Regions from separate parts of the Mus musculus genome. Here regions 1, 2 and 4 are each linked to region 3. A link is a contact called in public HiChIP or PLAC-seq and promoter capture Hi-C data. All regions are on one chromosome and are shown on one strand. Each heading gives the region's core, a stretch centred on a gene start, on an enhancer-like site or on the middle of the called end of the contact. The rest is flanking DNA. Distances are from core to core; before and after follow the strand shown. Region 1 holds the start of Neu1 (neuraminidase 1). Region 2 holds the start of Nelfe (negative elongation factor complex member E, Rdbp). Region 3 holds the start of B3galt4 (UDP-Gal:betaGlcNAc beta 1,3-galactosyltransferase, polypeptide 4). Region 4 holds the start of Notch4 (notch 4).

The links. HiChIP or PLAC-seq counts read pairs in DNA pulled down with a chosen protein or histone mark. Capture Hi-C pulls out chosen DNA fragments and counts their contacts.
Region 1: a contact with region 3 is called in a promoter capture Hi-C map of pancreatic islet, with 4 times the contacts expected there. The contact joins the promoter of Neu1 here to the promoter of B3galt4 in region 3. A contact is called at or near these places in 6 of 39 promoter capture datasets (the C10 cell line, cranial neural crest, embryonic stem cells and 2 more), 1 of 484 Hi-C or Micro-C datasets (B cells), 2 of 115 datasets of contacts at active chromatin or transcription factors (acute myeloid leukemia and embryonic stem cells) and 4 of 9 other capture datasets (adipose tissue, embryonic stem cells, liver and 1 more).
Region 2: a contact with region 3 is called in a promoter capture Hi-C map of pancreatic islet. The contact joins the promoter of Nelfe here to the promoter of B3galt4 in region 3. A contact is called at or near these places in 12 of 39 promoter capture datasets (the 3T3-L1 cell line, the HPC-7 cell line, HPC-7-derived erythroid cells and 7 more), 2 of 484 Hi-C or Micro-C datasets (cerebellum and cortical neurons), 15 of 115 datasets of contacts at active chromatin or transcription factors (astrocytes, bone marrow-derived macrophages, cardiomyocytes and 7 more) and 4 of 9 other capture datasets (adipose tissue, liver, macrophages and 1 more).
Region 4: a contact with region 3 is called in an HNF4G HiChIP or PLAC-seq map of pancreatic cancer cells. The contact joins the promoter of Notch4 here to the promoter of B3galt4 in region 3. A contact is called at or near these places in 1 of 39 promoter capture datasets (liver), 1 of 484 Hi-C or Micro-C datasets (reprogramming fibroblasts) and 2 of 115 datasets of contacts at active chromatin or transcription factors (bone marrow-derived macrophages and pancreatic cancer cells).

What each region holds. Positions count from the first base shown.
Region 1 is chr17:34,929,929-34,932,628 of GRCm38.p6, forward strand. Neu1 (neuraminidase 1) reads left to right here and starts at 1,325. Exons shown (of 6, transcript NM_010893.3): 1 at 1,325-1,619; 2 at 1,988-2,180; 3 at 2,638-2,700. The coding sequence starts at 1,479. It overlaps Slc44a4 (solute carrier family 44, member 4), which reads left to right. Exons shown (of 21, transcript NM_023557.3): 21 at 187-508. The coding sequence ends at 308.
Region 2 is chr17:34,849,034-34,851,733 of GRCm38.p6, forward strand. It overlaps Nelfe (negative elongation factor complex member E, Rdbp), which reads left to right and starts at 1,358. Exons shown (of 11, transcript NM_001045863.1): 1 at 1,358-1,555; 2 at 1,878-1,960. The coding sequence starts at 1,886. It overlaps Skiv2l (superkiller viralicidic activity 2-like (S. cerevisiae)), which reads right to left and starts at 1,171. Exons shown (of 28, transcript NM_021337.2): 1 at 1,101-1,171; 2 at 863-966. The coding sequence starts at 1,122.
Region 3 is chr17:33,950,219-33,952,918 of GRCm38.p6, forward strand. It overlaps B3galt4 (UDP-Gal:betaGlcNAc beta 1,3-galactosyltransferase, polypeptide 4), which reads right to left and starts at 1,270. Exons shown (of 1, transcript NM_019420.2): 1 at 1-1,270. The coding sequence starts at 1,044. It overlaps Rps18 (ribosomal protein S18), which reads right to left. Exons shown (of 5, transcript NM_011296.3): 3 at 2,185-2,373; 4 at 2,003-2,094; 5 at 1,780-1,900. The coding sequence ends at 1,825.
Region 4 is chr17:34,562,884-34,565,583 of GRCm38.p6, forward strand. It overlaps Notch4 (notch 4), which reads left to right and starts at 1,412. Exons shown (of 30, transcript NM_010929.2): 1 at 1,412-1,626; 2 at 2,418-2,499; 3 at 2,590-2,700. The coding sequence starts at 1,563.

The sequences.
Region 1 (2,700 bases), core at 75-2,574, 980 kb after region 3:
CCACTTTGTGTGAGAAAAACAGGTTATACAGCCTGGTCTACAGCCAGCCAGGGAAGTTGTATCAAACTGCCTGAAGTGGCCCGGACAGGAAACCAGGATGTTTGGTTTATACACCCCAGATTATTTTGGGGTACAGTGGGGTGCCATTATCAGGATCCACCCTGACGGATCTACTTTGCCTCTCAGTCGAGGACCTGGAGAGAAATGATGGTTCCCAGGAGCGGCCTTACTACATGCCCAAGGCACTCCTGAAGATTCTGGGCAAGAAGAATGAGGCACCTACAGGGGGAAAGACCAGGAAGAAGTGAGAGACTCATCGTGACCTGGAAATGCAGCCCTCCTGTACAGAAGCCCTGCCGTCAATGCCTTGAGAATCACGATTTTGTAGAAAACAGATTTTATTAAAGACTAATATTTTATATTCTTGATAAGTTTATGGCTTTATTTTCAGTGAAAACTTGCTTCCTTTTTTTTTTTTTTTAATTAAAATCCAAATTGCTATCACACGATTCAATACCCAGTAAGAAAAACTTGTTCGGTGACTGAGGCCAGGAGACTGGGGTGTAACTCAGCTGGTAGAGTTTGCCTAGCATGGAAGGGTCCCCGGATTCTGTCTATAGCATAAGCAGGGCTGGGACACATGCCTGTAATCGGTACTTGGGAGGTACAGGCAGGAGCACTGGAATTTCCAAGTTATCTGTGTCTGTTTAGAGACAGAATTTTTCTGTGTAGCCCTGGCTATCCTAGAACTCACTCTGTAGACCAGGCTGGCTTAGAACTCAGGAAGGAGGGTGGCTCTTTTTTCATTCATTCGTCGCTTTTTTTTTTTTTTTTTTTTTTTAGCTTTTCAAGACAGGGTTTCTCTGTGTAGCCCAGGCTGGCCTCGAACTCAGAAATTTGCCTGCCTCTACCTCTGCCTCCCAAGTGCTGGGATTAAAGGCGTGCGCCACCACGCCCAGCTGCTTATTATTTTTAACCTAGTGATTCTAATCAGTGTTAGTCATGTGCTTAAGGGCATTGGGGTCATCCACTGGGACGTGGGGTACCATGGGCACACTCCTAAAGAAAAGTGCCTTTCTCTCCCCTAGCAGCCATCAACTGCCAAGATCTCCTCAGCTAGGAGTGGGGCTTCCCAACCCTAGGGACTCATACAAACTAGGAAGGTACTCTACCAACTGAGTCATATGCCATCCCTAACCTGTCTCTTCCACAAGGGGTCAGTGCCTTTCATAGCCGCCGGTTGCTTTAAAACACGCCCCGCCCCTTTCGTCACGTTCTGGCGTTAGAGCCAGTCAAAAGGCTCACACAGACTGGGGCCGCCTCTGGGTCACATGCTGATGGACTAATTGGAGTCGCGGCAGCGCGGGCTGCGGCCCCCAAGGGGAGGGGTCGGAGTGACGTGCGCGCTTTTAAAGGGCCGAGGTCAGCTGACGGCTTGCCACCGGTGACCAGTTCCTGGACAGGGATCGCCGGGAGCTATGGTGGGGGCAGACCCGACCAGACCCCGGGGACCGCTGAGCTATTGGGCGGGCCGTCGGGGTCAGGGGCTCGCAGCGATCTTCCTGCTCCTGGTGTCCGCGGCGGAATCCGAGGCCAGGGCAGAGGATGACTTCAGCCTGGTGAGCCTTGCTGCACCTGCAGAGGTGGCCACTGCCCAGCTCGGCCATCCCTCCGCGTGACACTCCTGCCCCTCCATCCCCTCCCAACACCTTTGCTTCCTTGGGCCCCTGGCTCAACTGTTATGGGGTCCTGCCCCTCATCCCTGAAGGTTCCTTCTCCCCTCGCAGCCTCTCCTTGCTCAGGAGCCTCCAGGTTCGGCCCATACTATCCTCTGGGCTCCCACCTCTTGTTCTAGGACACCCTTCACCCCTACTCAGGCTCCCCATTACCCTCTCTCATGGGAACCCTGGCTGGAGCCAGTACCTATCGGTCTTAGGTACCTTAAACCTCGTGAAGCTTGTCTGCATTGAGGTGTCCTTCTGCGCAGGTGCAGCCGCTGGTGACCATGGAGCAGCTGCTGTGGGTGAGCGGGAAGCAGATCGGCTCTGTAGACACTTTCCGCATCCCGCTCATCACAGCCACCCCTCGGGGCACGCTCCTGGCCTTCGCTGAGGCCAGGAAAAAATCTGCATCCGATGAGGGGGCCAAGTTCATCGCCATGAGGAGGTCCACGGACCAGGGTAACAAAGGCTCCCGGGTGGAAAGAGCGGGTGCTGGGTTGTATGGGTGATCGGGGTAGGGAGTTGGGGGTTCCCTTCATCAATGGAGCAGAGCCGAGCAGACCCCGGGGACCACTGAGCTGCTGGGCTGGTTGGGGTCAGGGGCTCACAGCGATCTTCCTGCTCCTGGCATCCGAGGCCAGGGCAGAGGATGACTTCAGCCCAGAGATAGAACTTTGGGGCTTGAGTCCCTAATGAGTTAGGGAAACCAGAGGATGAATTTTGTCCATAGTTTCTGTAACTAAGAACCAAGGTACTGAAAATGAGAATTATGTCTCAGGGGAATTAGCAGGAAATAATGTCAGAGAAAGAAGAAACATGGTTCTGGTGCCACATTGAGGTCCCCGGGGAGAGGCAGGAAGTAAACAACAACCCGTACAATTTTCTCTCTGCTCTTTTTTTTTTCTTCTTCTTCTAGGTAGCACGTGGTCCTCTACAGCCTTCATCGTAGACGATGGGGAGGCCTCCGATGGCCTGAACC
Region 2 (2,700 bases), core at 108-2,607, 900 kb after region 3:
TTTAGAATTCTTATTATTTGTAGTAGTATGTGTTAGTATGTATAGGTCTGTGTGTAATGGGTGGACATGGGTACACGCATGCACACATGGCAGTCAGAAGACCACATTGTGGAGCTGGCTCTCTCGCTGCCTTTACGTGTGTCTCATCAGACTTGCATGGGCAAGCGCTTTAATAGGCTAAGCCAGTGATTCTCAACCTTCTCAAATGCTGCCACCTTTTAATGCACCGGTTCTCCTGTTGTGCTGACCACAACCGAAAAATAATTGTGTTGCTACTTATTAACTGTAATTCTGTTACTGTTATGAATCTTAATGTAAATGTCTGGTGTGCAGGATATCTGATATGTGATGTGACCCCTGTCAAAGGGTCATTCCACCCTCAAATGGGTAGTGAATCAAAGGTGGAGAATCTCTGGGCTAATAAGTCATTCTGCCAGTCTTAAATTTTCTGCTTCTTTTCTTTCTGTTTTGGGGATGAGATCTCACTACATAGCCCTGGCTGGCCTAGAACTTGGTATGTAGATCAAACTGGCCTCCAATTCAAGAGATCTGCCTGCCTCCACCTCCCAAGTGCTGGGAATAAGGGTGTGAGCCACGCCAGGCTTCAGTTTAAAAGAGCCAAGTGCTCTGAGCTATGCAGAGAGAAGGAACCTCCTAGGAGGAAAGATACAGGTGAAGGGGCAGCTCTGAGAGCTCGCGTCTCCAGCACTCCCCGCTCCGACCTACTGGAGTTCCAGTAGAGTGGGATCTGTCCAGCATGAGCCGGAGGCCAAGATGACAGTGTCAAGCTACATCCTCCTGTGAGCAGGGTGGAATTTCTTTTAGGCTCATAGGTCAAAGGTGAGGGTCAAAAGTCACTCACAGTGCTCTCTGGAGGCCCTGGCACGTTCAGCAGCTCCCAACGGCCAGTGCACCCCACTTCCAGAGCTCGAAGGGGTAAGTTCAGGGGATCTAGGGGAGGCAGAACTACAAGGGAAAGGTCACAGGTTAAAAGCCACAAGTCATTCCTGTCTACTAACTAGTCCTTTCCGCGGACCCCCCTCCCTCCCCTCCCCTCCTCTCCTCTCCTCTCCCGTCCACTCTCCTCCCCTCCCCCTCACCGAGTCGCTCCGTCTCCATCATCCTGGAGCCGCGGCAGCTCCCGAGCAGCCCGGAAACTCAGAGTAACCACGGAGCCGGCCCCGCCCCGAGAAGGGCGGAAGTTGAAATTACTTCCGACACGCCCCCTCCTCCACCACTCCCCGCCGGGAGCGTGGGCGAGAGCGGCGCCGAAGCCTGACTCGGAGCCGGGCAAGGCCGGGCGGAAGTCACTGCGACTCGCCGCCTTGGTTACCGCGTGTCCCGCCCCTTTACGTCATCGCCGCGAGCCAGCGCGCAGTAGCCCGCGCGGCGGCGCCGGAGACCGCGGGCCCGGGCGCCGCCCCCTCAGGTGAGGGCTTCGTCTCACATCTTTCGCGCCTTCCCCGCGCGGCCCCTGGTTCTTCTTCCTCCTCCTCTGGTTGCCCAGATAGCGCTACGCGGGCCCGGCCGCCTTCTCTGCCCATCGGACCCCGAGGTTGGCTGACCTAACCCCATTGGGCATGGGGGTCGGGAGCCATCGCCTTGGCGTCGCAGGGAGTGCTTTCCCTTCTCCGGGCTGAGGTACCCCAAGGCTCTAGTGTCTGGACCTTGGACATAGGCGGGAATGCCGGTTGATTACCATAAACAGGAGGCTGGACAAGCAGCCTCGGAGGAACGAGGGGTTAGGGAAAGGCCAGAGGCTGGAGTAGGCGGGCCTGGAGGTTGGGGTGCATACAGGATGGACGCAAGTTGGACGACGTGTGAATTTTGAATGGTGACAGTAGAGAATGATGTCTTGGGTTCTGCCCTTGAACCAGGAGCCAACATGTTGGTGATACCTCCGGGGCTGAGTGAAGAGGAAGAGGCACTGCAGAAGAAGTTCAACAAACTCAAGAAGAAGGTAGGAGTTAGTTAAGCGTGGTGGCCCGGCTTCTCCAGACTCTGGGGACACCTGGGCTGACTGTAAGGCCATGGGAGTCCTCCTGCCTCCTACCGGAAGGGGACCTCTCAGTGGAGCTTTGGCAGCATCGTCCAGTCTTATTTGAACCCTCCCTCTTCTCTGGTCATCCCCAATGGAATTATCATCGTCCCTGTGGCTTCAGTACCACCCAGAGCCTTGTGAACCATCAAATGCCCAAGTAAATGTGCTCCTCCTGTCTGCTCTACCTCCCTCCCTTCGCTTTTAGATAACCAACTGCATTTAATAGGCCTTAAAATCTCTCATCTCTGACACACCACTCCACCTCAGACAGGGTCTCACACTTAGCCCAGGCTGGATTGAAAATATGTGGCTTTGGGTAGCCTGGAATGGCTCTGCCTCACCTCTGGCTTCTGTACTATTTACACAGCAAAACATTTGTCAAGTCTGTCGATGGTTTCTAAGTTCCTCTTCCACTTTGTCCCCTACCACTACCCCTGGCAAGGATCTCAGTATGTGGCCGGGTTGGGTGGGTTGTTTTGTTTTGTTTTGTTTTGTTTTTTCAACTCCTGGGCTCCTGGTATCTTCCTCCCTAAGCTTCTCTCAGGAAGTGGAACTCTAGGTGCACAACACCGTCCTCAGCACTCTCCTTACTAGTGAAACCTCTGAGTAATTTCTCATTGACAGGGTCTGGCTTTGCTGTTTTGAAGGCACACCTGATC
Region 3 (2,700 bases), core at 20-2,519:
TGCAGTCCTCTCCCCATTCATGCCGCTCACCAGCTTCCAAGCTTCCTGCATTTGCCAGGGATCCACCTTGTGGGATGTCAGCAGGAACTTCCCGTAACAGCACCGATCCAAGGGGTAGTGGGTAGCACCAGCCAATTTGACACAGTGTGTGGGGGCAAGGCCCCCTCGCCTTGCACTTACTCCCACAAAGACATCCTCTAGAGGTAGAGGTGGGGCCCGGCTGGCCACCTTCAGGATGAGCTGCACAGCAGAGATGGACAGTACATATCCTGTGCCCGAGGCATAGGGTGGAAAAGGACCCCAGTTTTCCGGCCACAGTTCTTCTGACACATGGTGCCGGGACTCTGGTGTCCGAGTGGGTCTCACCCTCCAGTGCACCCTGCCTAAATACAGAAGGGGCACTGCCTGGCCTCTGTGCTCTTCATGGATAGCTGTTGTCTCTTCCTGGGCCTCTTTGCCCTTCTGCCATTGCTCCGAAGGCCCCCCTCTTTGTATCAGCTCTGACACCAGCTCTGGGACGTTGACATACACGTCATCATCCGTCTTGAGGATGTAGCGGGCCATAGGACAGTATTTGTTCACCCAGTTCAGTCCACTGAGGGTCTTGAGGGTGAGGTTGCGGTAGGAATCCTGGAAGGAGGCCTGCAAGATATCCCTGTGTGCTGCTGACTCTGAGGACAGGTCAGCAAGCTGCTGTCTTCTAGGTTTTCCCAGGAGGAAGAGCGTCTGCACTCTGAAACCCCGGGCTTCGCGGATGGCACCCCAAGATGCCCGAATGGCGTTTCTCTGGTTCAGGTGCTCCGGGGCCGTACACACCAGGATGAGCAGGAAGGGAGGGGGTCCGGAGCCACCACAGGCATGAGAGTTAGAAATCAAGAGGCGGGGCAGGGCGAGGGGCGGTCCTGGCGAGGCTGGGGCCGGCAGCAGGGATGCCAGGGACAGGCTCAGCAGCTCCTCCCCCAAGCCTGAAGGTCCAAACAGGGTCCAGATGATCACCAGTAGTAGGACCGCCAGGAGGACGCGCCGGAAGAGGCTGAGGGGCATGGCGTGCCGCAGAGACCTGTGGGCACAGCTGTTAGAGCGTGGGGAGGTGGGAGGACGGCTTTAACCAGCTGCTGCTGAGGAGACGCGGTGACCCATGCGCGGGGCTCTGGCGCATCACAGATGCTGTTCTCCAGATGCTGTCGTGCAATGCGGCCCTGGCCCACCACAGCTGGCCCCGGAAGGCTTCGTTTCCCTAGCTAGCGTGCACGCGGAACTCCGCTCCATCCCGCCCCTCCCCGCACCTTCCCATCATGCCTCTCTAGGCCGGAAGCCGACAAGCGGCGTGCATTTCACATAGGTCCAGCCCTTCCCGGTCCGTCCCTACTGTAAAGCACGCGGAATACCAGGCTGCTTTTCTAGAGCAGCCAGCATCTGCTGTTAACTCACCCGAGCAGCAGCATCTGGCGGAGCTGTAGCCACTTCACAACAGCTTAGCACGGCTACGGCAGGAGACTCAATTGAAGCCTGCCCAAGCTTCCCCTGGAGGTTTTCAACACCGGCTGCCCCACCTTTAACAGTGGTTGCCGCCCAGTTTGCTGCACCTAAGGCAGTCTCCTTGTGAACACCCAACAGAAAGGGAGGAGCAAACACCAGCAGGAGCCTATGAGGGACATTTCCGTTCAAGTGCACCAAGAGCACTGTACCCAGAAGGCACCTGCAGCCAGATTAAACTACCAGAGCTCAGGATCGCTGTGGCATTAAGTACTATCAGATGGAAGACAAACTGAGACGGAGGTCATAGGTATATAAACTATTTATTAACAGCAAAGGCCCAGAGACTCATTTCTTCTTGGATACACCCACAGTTCGGCCCCTGCGGCCAGTGGTCTTGGTGTGCTGACCGCGGACACGAAGGCTGCAGAAGAAAAAGATACAGGTCACAGAGCAGCAGGAGGCGAGCCGGTGGACTGTGCAGCCTGATTGGGAGTGGGCAGCTTAAGCCTCATCACCCACTTACCCCCAAAAGTGGCGCAGCCCTCTATGGGCTCGAATTTTCTTCAGCCTCTCCAGGTCCTCACGCAGCTTGTTGTCTAGACCGTTGGCCAGAACCTAGATTTTGAGACAGGGGAGACAACTTTATCTCCTGATTCTGCACCCAGTTTTAACGGACAACCCGTGTCCACCAGTCCCCTAACACACCTGGCTGTACTTCCCATCCTTCACATCCTTCTGTCTGTTCAGGAACCAGTCTGGGATCTTGTACTGTCGTGGGTTCTGCATGATGGTGATCACTCGCTCCACCTCATCCTCCGTGAGTTCTCCAGCCCTCTTGGTGAGGTCGATGTCTGCTTTCCTCAACACCACATGAGCATATCTCCGCCCCACGCCCTGAGGTCAAAAGTTTGGGCTATTAGACTTTTGTTTTTAAAGATCTGAGTACAGAGTTTTCAGAGATACCAGAGGGTATCAGAATCCATTACAGATGGTTGTGAGCCACCATGTGGTCACTGGGAGCCTCTGGAAGAAGTCATAGCTTTTAACAGCTGGATTCTCTCTCTAGCCCAGTCTATTTGTGTCTTATGTTTGCCTGCATTGTATGTCTGTGTGTCTGTGGCACACTGACCAGAGGCCAGAAGGCGCTGATGTTCTGGAACTGGAGTTAATGGTTGTTGAGTGTTGGGTCATTGAACCTGGATCCTCTGGAAGAGCAGCTAA
Region 4 (2,700 bases), core at 162-2,661, 610 kb after region 3:
AGGCTGAGCAACCTGCTCCTGCAGACAGCTCCTCCACCCTGGGCCGTACCTAGAGCTTGCAGAGCTCCAAGAATGGCTGACTCCAAAGCTGTGCTGGGTCCTCAGGGAGAGTGAGCCCTGGGCATTATAGCACACACTGTAATCCCAGCACTTAGGAGACTGGGGCAGGATGCTCGTGAGTTTGAGGCTAGCCTCCACTACCTGGTGAGTTCCAGGCCAGCCTGGGCTACAGAATGAGACCTTGTCCAAAGTTGAGGTTTTTTTGTTTTTTTTGTGTTTTTGTTTTTTATTTGGTTGGTTGGTTGGGTTTGTTTGTTTGCTTGCTTGCTTTTAATAAAGATAAAAGGAGGTAGCATGAACTTTTGGGGGTAATGAATTCCCTTTATGGTTGTCTTTTTTTATAGATGACTTAAATTTTATGTCTTGACTAACATCTTGACTGTACCCCAGCATCCTTTGTGGAGGAGAGAGGTAGAGGTGGATGAAATAGAGTGTCCCTTTGTTATTGGTAATGACAATATTTTACATTCCTCTCTGAAGGAAGGCCAAGCCTCCAGACTCGTGGTAAAGTATCAGTGTAGAACACGGGAAGCCTGGGTTCCGTCTCCACTCGGAGGAGGGCCCAGCGTCCTGTCCACTCCCCAGGAAAAAGCCAGGCATGGAGTCATGTGCCTGTAACCTCAGCACCCAGGTGGCAGCTGCAGAAGGATCCCACAGGTTCCAGGCCAGCCAGGACGATTCGCACAGCCAGGATGTTGCGCACAGTGAGATCTTGTCTCAAAATACCTTTTTAAAAAACTAACACCCCGGGCTGGTGAGATGGCTCAGTGGGTAAGAGCACCCGACTGCTCTTCCGAAGGTCAAGCCACCACATGGTGGCTCACAACCATCCGTAACAAGATCTGATTCTCTCTTCTGGAGTGTCTGAGGACAGCTACAGTGTACTTACATATAATAAATAAATAAATAAATAAATAAATCTTTAAAAAAAAAAAAAAAAACTAACACCCCCAGAAAGAGCCAAGGAAAGGTCTAAAGATCCCCTGGGTTTGCCAAAGTGACCGGTTTCAGTTCAAGACACGTTGCTGCTCCTTTGAAAAGAGGGTGTGTCACACCAGAAACTGAGAATCCTCCCCTTGTCCCAACACCTCTGTCTAAGACCTGCCCTTCCTGGGTCACAGTAGCATTCCCTTGCCACTCCCAGTCCTGTGAAAAGGAAGCCGTATTGACCATTAAAATGACAGGAACTCCCCCATTTGGCTGACCCCCCACCCTGGGCCCTAAGAGCAAACCAGCTCCCCTCCCGGCCAGCCACGCCCCTCTCTTACTCTCCCTTGTCTTCCTTCACACACACACCAACCTCTCGCTCCCCCCACCCCCCATCAGTAGGGTGTCCAGGACATTGTGTGACTCAGGAAACAGCTCAGACTGAGGCGTGCAGCAGGCTCAGGAGGAAGAAGGGCGGTAGAGGCAGAGGAGGTGGCCTTGCCTGGCCACAAGGGCTCTGAGGGTCCCTGCCTGAAGAGGGAGAGGAGATCCGGGCCAGGGGCAGGCGCTCTGGAATGCAGCCCCAGTTGCTGCTGCTGCTGCTCTTGCCACTCAATTTCCCTGTCATCCTGACCAGAGGTGAGGGGGTGGGGGCATATCTCTCTTGGGGAGATGCTTGGTGAGGTCAGGGAAGAAAGCCAAGTCCCAGGCTCTGAAAGGACACTGGAGGGAGGAGATTCTGTCCCCTCTAATGGGGACAACCTGCAGGGAGGGCTGACTGACTCCGGGGCTACAGGAGACCCAGGTTTGTGCCTGGTGCTAGGGGTGGTGCCTGCTGTTGGGTGGGAAGGAGGGTGTCCATGCCCAGGGAGAAGCCAGCTGGTTCTGAAGTAAGAGGAACAGACAGACAAACAGGAGAAAAAATGGACTGCCTGATATGGGGAAGAGAGGAGTGAGAAGCAAGAGATGGAGACAGAGAAGAGCCCACCGGCTCCCTTTCTGTCCAGATGTCCCCAACCCCAGTGGCTCATTGCTGGCCTTTCCTGAAGGAAATCCCTTAGGTGTCTCAGCCATTCACATCCCAGGAGCGCTCTTGGCTCCCTCCTAAGCCCTGTTGCCCTGCTTCCGGGGGATGGAGCTGGGCTGAACTTGGGAGACTGGAGAATAAACAGGAAAGGGGTGGGAAGAATAACAAGCTATGAATGGAAGGCCTGGGACAAGGCTGGGACAAGGGGACCCTGTGGAGACTGGGACTGGGGTGTGAAGGAGAGAGAGAGAATGATAGAGCACCATGCACCTGGGTAACATGGGGTGGGGGAGTGCTGAGCTGCTGGTCAGTGGCCTGTAAGGAGGACCTGGTGGAGGAAGGGCAAGCCATCTGGAGACCCTTGGACCCTGGGCTCCATCTCATCTTCCAGTCTCTTCTCCAGAGCTTCTGTGTGGAGGATCCCCAGAGCCCTGTGCCAACGGAGGCACCTGCCTGAGGCTATCTCGGGGACAAGGGATCTGCCAGTGAGTGTGCATCATAGGAGCGGGACCTGGGGAGACAGGACGGGGAGGAGGAGGGGGAATCACTGGCCTGAAATGTCCCTCTACCCCTAGGTGTGCCCCTGGATTTCTGGGTGAGACTTGCCAGTTTCCTGACCCCTGCAGGGATACCCAACTCTGCAAGAATGGTGGCAGCTGCCAAGCCCTGCTCCCCACACCCCCAAG